2 separate regions of the Mus musculus genome follow, and region 1 is linked to region 2. Evidence: chromatin contacts called from public promoter capture Hi-C data. All regions are on one chromosome and are shown on one strand. The core of a region is the stretch at or near the end of the contact, and the rest is flanking DNA. Distances in the headings are between cores, read along the strand shown. Region 1 overlaps Banf2os (a long non-coding RNA gene). Region 2 overlaps Rrbp1 (ribosome binding protein 1).

Region 1 (4,421 bases), core at 1,606-4,105, 170 kb after region 2:
ATAGATAGATAGATAGATAGATAGATAGATAGATGATAGATAATAGATGATAGGTAGATAGATGAGTGATAATAGATAGATAGATGAGTGATAATAGATAGACAGACAGACATATGATAGGTAGACAGACAGACAGACAGACAGATGATAGATAGATAGGTAGACAGACAGACAGATGATAGGTAGACAGACAGACAGATGGATACAGTAGTCACTGTGTCTCTTTGCAGCACTAGAAATCCTTAGGTTTCCACAGGATTCCTACAGGGTTTTGTAGACCCCTACTAAACTTTCTCTGCCCCACAGCCAGCTTTATTTAAACCCTCGCAGTCACTAGCCAACGTCCCCTTATCTGAAGAGCATCCATAGTCCCAGCCTGTCATTCCAGGTAAGGAATAGACCAGGGTGCTGGGACACTGGGGAGCACACATCATCCCAGGCTGTCCCTTACTATTTGGTACGAGTCATTTATTGAGGCAGTGTGCCAGGAGCAGTGGATCAGGAGGGATGCTGGACAGAGAAGAGAGGACAGAGGGGACGGTTTCAGCTGCCAGTCTAGGAAAATGGCTGTATCCATGGTGCCCCAGCCTTCTGCATGGACCTAAATAGGCCAAAGCCTGATGCCCAGCTCTGCTGAATGTGTGGGCAGAGTCCCACCTCCCTCCCACACGTCTGTGTGCTGATCTCTGGGACCTGTGACTAAGCCAGCTTATATGGGAAAGGGGGCCTGGCAGATGTGCATAAAGGAAGGCTCCCAGATGGGGTGATGATCCTGGATTATGGAGGCTTGCCCAAGGTCAGATGAAGGTTGTCTGTTAGGGAGGGGAGGGGCAGAAATGGGGATACGATGGCTGAGCCCAGGCAGAAGCTGGCCCCCAGAAGCCTGAGAAGACCAGAGAGTACATTCTCCCTAGATTCTACAGATTGACTGCTGTCTGCATACATCCGGACTACTGTTCAGAGAACCCTACCCCAGACTTCTGACATGCACAGGGGCCACACCTACCAGATCTTTAGTCATGTGATCATAGGAACTGAACACACCATGGACTGCTTCTTCAGGAACCTTCAGCCTCTCCCACCGCCCTCCCTCACCTCCGGACACCCTGGGAATGAGTTATGAGCTAGGTCCTCAGAGTTTTCCTACCCTGCCTTCTCTCTGCCTCAGTTTAAAAAGGGGTTCCCAGTGGCAAGGTGCCTGGGATCAGGCTCAACTGTATTACTTATTATTATTTTTAAAATCAGGACCTTAGTTCCACAGTTATAAGTAATTTATCACTTCTTAGGGACTGTCTTAGTTAGGGCTTTACTGCTGTGAACAGACACCATGACCAAGGCAACTCTTATAAGGACAACATTTAACTGGGGCTGGCTTACAGGTTCAGAGGTTCAGGTTCAGAGGTTCAGTCCATTATCATCAAGGCAGGATCATGGCAGCATCCAGGCAGGCATGGTGCAGGACAAATTGAGAGTTCTACATCTTCATCTGAAGGCTGCTAGCAGAATACTGGCTTCCAGGCAGCTAGGACTAGGGTATTAAAGTCCACTCCCACAGTGACACACCTACTCCAAGAAGGCCACACCTCCAAATAGTGCCACTCCCTGGGCCAAACATATACAAACCATCACAGGGACCCTCTCATCAGTGTTGCTACAAGGGTAATTTAATTTAAATTTAAATTTTAATTTTAATTTCTAACTTGAGATTAGACAGTCCTTTCAAACCATAGTATACTCTTCATTTAAAACTGACCAGTCAGGTGTGGTGCTACATGGTTTTGTTACAAGGACTCAAAAGACTGAGACAGAAGGATGGTATGTTTGAAGCTGGCCTGGACTACAGAATGAGACTCTGTCAGAAACACAAGAAAAACAATCCTAGTTACTGTTCTATTGCTGTGAAGAGACACCATGGTCAAGGCAACATATAAAGGAAACATTTCCTTGGGAGCTTGCTTACAGCTTCAGAGTGTTAGCCCATGCCCATCGTGGAGGGGAGTGTGGTGGCAAGCAGCTAGTCATGGCTCTGAAGTCGTAGCTAAGAAGTCACATCTTCATCTACAGGCAGCAAGAGCAAAAATGGGCACTGTGAGGGTTTGTGAAACCTCAAAGCCCACTCCCACTGTCATAGCTCCTCTAACAAGGCAACGCCTCCTAATCCTTCCTAAGCAGTTCAGCTGGGGACCAAACACTCAAATAGACGAGCCTATGAAGGCCATCCTCACTCAAACCACCACACCACCTCAAGCCAAAAAAGTAATTTGTATCATCCAAGCTAGACAGGACTTAGTGATCCTCTGCATTGTGTATATTTAAACTTGAAGTCCCTGCCCATGCTCCTTCAGGGAGCTCAAGGCGGGACAGCATCCCCAGACAATGGAAGCTGGCCTTTGGTCCTCTCCATATTAGTCATTGACTATGGACTGACTACCCAGGTGCCCCAGTGACCAAGCAAGTCCTGAGTATGAGCCCTGGGCAGCAGAACACACAGATCTTAAAAAAGGATGCTTGATGTCTCTGGAAAAGAGGGATTTGGGTGTGTGTGGGTGTGTGTGTTATTCGCCACAGAAGGCTACAGCATTCATCTGGACAAGGGATGGACCCCACAGGGAATAAGCCAAATATGGTCCTCCAGCAAATGGCTTTAGGAGCAACAGCTAGATACCAGCAAAGGCACCCGCCTGCTCATGTTGGAGTTTGTAGTTTTCTAGAGACCAGGAAAAGGCTGTCATTTCCATCAGGAAAAAATACAAGGGCTTTCCACATCGAAGTTCCATGGTAGCCAGAGGGGGCCTGCTAGGCCGGGTTCCTGGAACTCAGAGCTGAGAGAGGTGGCTGAGTCCCAGCCTGGGCATCAGGCCAGACTGAGCAGATCTCTAAACCCAAGCATAACCCTGCCGACGCAACACAGAGGAGGCCCCACCCCCACCATCTTCTTCCCACCCTTTTCCAACAACATTTTCATTCCTCCTATTTTCTCTCCTGGCATTTCTCTTTCCCTCCTCTCAACTCAAGAATGCCAAGAGCCCATAAGCCCTTGGGGCATTGCTCAGCTCCAAAGATCTCAGGCACAAAGAAGAAGAGCCTCATTGTGGCCTGAAGGAAAGGCTGGAGCCAGGGAAAGAGATTTATATCCAAGGTGGCAAGCTTTCCTTGTACAGGATCTGGCAGTGAATATTCAGCCTCTTCAGGCCAAAGAGAAGGGTCTCCGCCCCAACCACGATCCTCCTCTGCCACTGCAGCTCAAAACTAGCATTTCATGCAGCATGGAAATGTAATCTGACCATTCTAATAAAACTTTATTGACATGAACAAGCAGAGGTGCCCCAGTGACCAAGCAAGTTCAGATTTGACTGATGGGTATAGTTTATAGCCCTGCAGTTTGCACATTCACAAAAGACAATTTAGGGCTAAAGGATGACACTCAGATTTCAATTCTCCTGCCAGCTCATGTTGCTCCCCTAGTGACTTCCTGGATAATTGTGTTAAGAATTCTGGGGAAGGTGGCATCACTGTGTAATTGACCATGGAGAAGACAGGGGCAGCATCAGGACCTCAAGTCAACCACTTGATTAATCCTCACAATTCTAAGCAAACACCTGGATCCCAGAGAGGGTAATTGATTTGCCCATGGCCACACAGCTGCATCAGGAATATCTCTGCAGCGGGTGGAAAGCTTCAGTTGTCTTTTTGCCAGATCAATACACATCTGAGCTCAACAACCATTTGTCCTGGTCCATCCTGCAACAAGGTTTCCGCTCTGCCCACTTGAGAGCAAAAAAGTCAAAGCCCTCTCCAGTCCTTTGATTTTCAAGAACTGATGTTTGGAAGCATTCATGCCTGTGAAAAGATATCTCTCTCCCCCTTTGACATCTGAAAAATGAAGAGGCTGGCTTGCATGAGAGGCTGTTGGCTGTTTGTTGGGGGTTGGCAAAGTGGCCCCACTATAGCCAGGCTTCCATTTATAACAGGAAATGCTTCTCTATCATGAGTTCCACAGGCAAAAGTTGATCTGAAGAACATTCCGGTGCATCGGGCTCTGGTTTACCTCACCCTGTGTCTATTTCTGAAGAGTCTTAAAGGTTTTAACTATCCGGAGAACTGCCCAGCTCTTTCATTCGGGCAAGTGAGTTAAGCAACTTAGCAAGAACTTCTCAGCAGGGTTCAGGTGGGAGTTTCATAGAATCCACAGTCCTGGAAACAAAATCTTTTCTGTTAACAAATCAGTCAGTCCAGTCCGTGTAGCCAGAACCTGTAAGGTATGAAAGCCCCGAAGCCTTTGGGGCTGCTGCGTGCCCCACTGGTAAGGGTTGAGCCAAACGCACAGGTAGCAATTAACGGGTGACTGCAGAAAGTCACGAGGCCTAGGCCAGCTCTGGGATCTTTTATAACATCAGAAGCCAGGCCAGGCGTTACCCACA
Region 2 (4,998 bases), core at 929-3,428:
TTTTGACCCATGGATCAGGATGTAGCTCTCAGCTCCTGCTCTAGTACCATGGATATTGCTATAATGAGGAATGGACTTCTGGACCTGTAAGCAGGCCCTCAATTAAATGCTTTCCTTTATCAGAGTTGTCTTGGTCATGGTGTCTCTTCACAGTAATAGACTAGTGACTAAGACAGTGACCAAAGTCTAGAAGACCTTCAAGTCCAAACTGTACCCCAACTCCATCCTCTACCTTCAGCTGTGTAATCTCTTCTTTTCCTGACGACTCCAGGGGGCCAGCAGCACGGAGTTTCTCCAGCTCTTCTTGTATCCGACACGCTGTGCGTTGAGCCTTGTCAGAGAGGGGACACATCTGGGTGAGTTGCCTAGCAGTCAAACCTGACTAAATTCACTGGGTTGGGGGAGGGGGAGGGCCATCCCCAGCCTAAGACAAAAGCTCATATTGATTCACATGGGCAAGAAGCTTGGAGATAACCCACTCGCACCCAGGCCTTCAGGACCTCCCAAAGATGCAGAAACCTACAAGGCTCCTGGGGCAGAGTCAGGTGCCTGGTGGGAAAGTTGGGAAGGACAGAGATGATGCCCAAGCTCTCAAGACGCTTGTAGGAGCTGGGGCCACTAGGCAGAACCTAACCTCCTCAAACTCAGCTGTGAGCTTCTGCCGCCGTGTCTGCTCAGCCTCCAGGGTGGCTTCTGTCCGCTCCAGCTGTGTTTTCAACTGTATGGAGATAACACAAGTTGGACTGGAGAGGCTCGCAGAGGCCCCTCTGGGGCAGACTGTAACTGCAGGCTCCCCCTTCAAGCTATTTCTAGGATTCCCTGGGCCTTTCCCCACCCTAAGTCACTCTCAGCACTCTCATTTCTGGGGAGAGAGTGCCTCAAGACTCAGGAGAGAACCAGAGAAGTCGCAAAAAGGTGCTGGGGAAAACACTAGACTCTAAGCCTTTCACAGGACTCACAGGGCAGGAAAGACCCCAAAGCCATGGGGCAGGACATGGTCTACAATGGGAGCCCAATGATAGGTCCCTGCCTCTTGCCAATTGCTCTTGGTAACTGATCTTTTGGTCAAAACTCTGGAAGACAGATGTCCGGCTAGCAATGCCCCAGTAAAGGGCCACAGCTAAAGACAAATCTCCTCTGTGGCTACCCAAACCCAAGCTACACACAGGTCCAAAAGTCCCTTCCTTGTGTAGTAAGGGCCAAGGGCCCTAGCCACCCGCCCTTAGCTCTACACCCTTCCATTCTGGGTCCTCTCACCCAGATCACACGGGATGAGGAGGTGGCTAGCAGTGGGGACTGAAGTACCTGCACTCAGTTTAATCAGCACATAGGCTGCCCACCCCTGAGCACCATGTGATGTTAGGGGTGAGGACCAGCTTATCACCCTAACCTTCATAGGGTCCTGCTCGGCTGGAGGGACAGCTGGAGACCCAGCCACGTCACCATCCTCTACGTGGCTCCTCATGTCACTCAACTGCTGCCTGACCTGAAACAGGGAGGGGTGGGTTTGTGCAAATACACACCAGTGGAATGCACCCATGCACACACACAAGCACCCATGCACTCGCCAGAGAGATGGGAGGGGGGAGAGGGAGAGAAAGGGAGTGGGGAGAGGGGAGGGGAGGGGGGAGAGGGAAGGGGAGGGGGACCAGGAGGGGGAGAGAGAGACTCCTCAGAGACATAGGAAGAGTAAAGGTCTGCCATCTGTGATCAATATTTATGTTCCCTAGTGCAGGAGGGATACTCCACTCAGCATCTCAAAAGCCTTGAGGCCAACAAGCCCCTTGACTAATGAGAGCCATGTGTATTTTTTGAAGTGAACCTGTGAGGCAACACCCCTCTCCCCCAGGAGCAACCACACAAAACCAGGGAGTCCACATGGAACAGAGGTAACTGACAACATGTCCCATTCCAATTATTCAAGGATGTAGTGTCCTGTTCACAGCCTTTTGGGGGCTTGGACAAAATAGTAAGACCATATTATTGCCTTGTAATTCTCTGGGTCCACCAGACCACTGGGCCTTCCATCTGAAGACCAGCAAAGTCACACAGGTTGCTTGGGAAAGGTCCCAGTCAGAAGGCCTGGGGACAGAACTCATAAGCTCTTTAGGAGACCTGGGTGGCCTCAGTCTCCACTTAGCCTTCTCAAATGCCCCAGAGTGCAGAAAGCAAAGAGCACAGTTCAAAGGTGACAAGAACCCTTGGCAGGCACGGTCTGTGTACATGCCTTGGCTGGGCTGTGTCCCATGGGGGGGGGGGGTGTAGTGGGGGGCTCTTACCCAGACCCAACCTAGCAAATGGCTGAGAATGGCAGCCTTAAATTTGGGAGGCTTGGCCCAGACAGCATCTACTTGTAGTGTGGTAGTCTGGACAAGGCCTAAAACCTGGATGCAGGGAGCTGGGCTTAGGAGAAAGTGTGGAGTCAACACACCAGAGCTGCTCTCCTGGACAGCACATGTTCAATCTCCAAATTTCAAATGTTGACATCTACTTCAAGGTTTTCAAAATGGCAATGAAGATAAAGGGAAGATAGCTGCAGCTGCACAGGCTGCTGCCTAGGGCCAGGGCTGGGGACCAGGAGGGAGACCAAGCAGCTGGGACATGGTTCCAGACACAGCAGCGGCAAACTGGGAAAACTACTGGACTACAAGAGGCAATGTGCACAGGGCCACTCCTCACATCTCTGTACAGGTTTATCTGCTCTCAGTGCCTGGCAGAGGGCCAGAAGGAGCAGGTCATCCCGTATAACTGTAAGACTGGCAAGGCCAGTTCCATCATTGAAGCAGGAAAGCATGCAGAAAGCACAGACATGCCTAAAGGCTTTAAAGGACTCTCCTGTGGTATCAGGAGTCCTGTATCCTGGGCTGCTCAGCTGACCAAACAGGCTACTAAGGCCTACATGTCCCACAGCCCATGGTCTTGAGCAGATGCCAGATCTGCCCAAAGACAGGAAACAGAATGTGAACATTCTGGTCCCTGGCAGCTACAAGCCCAACTAAGTTTTATGCAAACTGCTGTAGTCCCCCTAAGCTTGCCCTACATGACTAATGTATGACATACCCTGCTAAGCTGCAGACACTCCACATGGATATCAAGTTACATCACATGCATACCCCGTATCATACACCCCTGCCCAGGACCTAAGTCAACCTACCAGGGCAAGCTCATCGCTTTGTTTCTGGGCTTCACTCTTGGCTTCATCCAGCTGAGACTGCGATTCTAGCAGAAGCTGCCTTAACTTGAGGGGAAACAACCAGATGAGGGTAAAGGAGGGGGGAAAAGTTACAATGAGTCCACACCTAAACTTGAGCCAGAATCCAAGCCCTGGAGATGTACACAGCACAGGGACAGATGTCCTACAGGAACAATGTCCTACACCCAGGCTTTTCACAAACACCTGCTTTGGTGGTTTTAATGAAAATGGTCCCAATAGGCCTATAGGGAGTAGGCATTATTAGGGGGCATGGTCTTGTGGGAGTAGGTGTGGCTTTGCTAAAGGAAGTGTGTCACTAGCAGGTGGGGTTTGATGTCTCAGAAGTTCACACCAGGCCTACTAGCTCATAGTTCACTTCTTGCTGCCTGCTGATCAGGATACAGAACTCTCAGCTACGTCTCCAGCACTGTGTCCGCCTGCATACCATCATGCTTCCCACCATGACAATAATTAGACTAAACCTTGAACTGAAAGCCAGCCCCAATTAAATGTTTCCCTTTATAAAAGTTGCCATGGTTATGTCTCTTCACAGCAACAGAAACCCTAAGACACCTGCCCATTGTCTCATGTTAAAGAGCAAAAGTTTGCAATCAAAACTAGACTAAAGGTACCAGGCTTGGGAGTTCTACTTCTGAAATCAGAAGACAGAGACTGATTAAAATCCAGTGTCAGCTAAAAATGACCACAGCAAGTCAGGTAGAGAGCCACACGCTGATGGGCCAGCCAGAGCATGAGGGACCACTCTCACAAAGAAGGCTTTGCCCCTGCCCTGCCTTGGGGCTCCCTTTCTGAAATCTGCCCCAAGTGCCCAGGGCTATCAATCCAAAGGGGCATCTGCAGGGTGTTGGGTGAAAGTCTGAAAACCCAGCTCTTAGGCTCCTGCTGACAAACACACAAACAGTAAAGGAATCACTGGGAATAATCTAGTTTCCTGGGGCAGGGGCCACTTGGGAGCAGGACTTGGAATGATGGAATCACTCACCCCTGCCACCTCCTTGGCATAATTCTGACACTCTGCACTGGCCGCTGCCATGTGCTTCTCCAGCTCCGCTTCCAGATGTGATGTGTGCTCCCTTACCTGGATGGGACAGACATGGACACGGTCAGCCTCTCACTAGCCAGCAGGGGCCCTAACCATGCAAACTCTGGCTGCTCCTGAAACAAGCAAAGGTAAAGTGCCACTGGGTAAACTGAGATCAGTAAGGGAACCATCACTGGCGAGAAAGCCTGTCCCTCACACTACTGAACAGCGAACTGAAATTACAGCCCTGCTGAGTCCTCCCCAGTCCTCGGGCTTCAGGAGGAGTGGGCAGAGCAGTTCTTAGATGTGTATTGGCAAAGCTTAGGCTACAGGGCACCTTTACAAAGGCCAGAGTTTGCTGCAGTATCCTAAAGAGCATCAGGCCCCTTAATTCTTGACTAATTCTTAATTCTGAAGTTTACAACTAAAGCCACTGCTAGCCAGAACTATACACCCCATGACTCTAAGGCCACTCTAAGGGAGTAAAAGTTTATCACTGAGGCTACATAGGATAAAGCCCTTGCTTAGAGGAGGACAGCCTCCTTGGACATGTGGTCCATGGGAAAAAAAAAAGAACAAGGACCCATGCAATCTTTGCGTGGCTGTCAGAACATGACCAGCAAATTCATAGCACAACAGAAAAGAACCCTCAGAAAGAGAAAGACATACCTGATCTGAGCTTTCAAGTTCTCCTTTTAGCTTCTCCACAATGTCTTCTAGATGTTTCACTGTGACCCGTGACTAAAGAGAGAAGACTCATCAG

Evidence for each region. Capture Hi-C pulls out chosen DNA fragments and counts their contacts.
Region 1: a contact with region 2 is called in a promoter capture Hi-C map of adipose tissue. The contact joins two enhancer-like sites. A contact is called at or near these places in 1 of 115 datasets of contacts at active chromatin or transcription factors (embryonic stem cells) and 3 of 9 other capture datasets (adipose tissue, liver and pancreatic islet).

The regions. Positions count from the first base shown.
Region 1 is chr2:144,117,521-144,121,941 of GRCm38.p6, forward strand. All of the region lies in intron 2 of Banf2os (a long non-coding RNA gene), which reads right to left. Among named protein-coding and RNA genes, the nearest start is that of Gm5535, 70 kb to the right of the region's middle. Within about 2 kb of position 2,856, at least 38 of the 459 cell types and tissues checked have an H3K27ac peak or open chromatin away from gene starts, as enhancers often do. A contact at or near this core is called in adipose tissue, where this site is marked.
Region 2 is chr2:143,949,038-143,954,035 of GRCm38.p6, forward strand. It overlaps Rrbp1 (ribosome binding protein 1), which reads right to left. Exons shown (of 24, transcript NM_024281.2): 17 at 4,905-4,976; 18 at 4,197-4,292; 19 at 3,155-3,238; 20 at 1,391-1,486; 21 at 635-718; 22 at 233-331. Among named protein-coding and RNA genes, the nearest start is that of Gm33804, 12 kb to the left of the region's middle. Within about 2 kb of position 2,179, at least 37 of the 459 cell types and tissues checked have an H3K27ac peak or open chromatin away from gene starts, as enhancers often do. A contact at or near this core is called in adipose tissue, where this site is marked.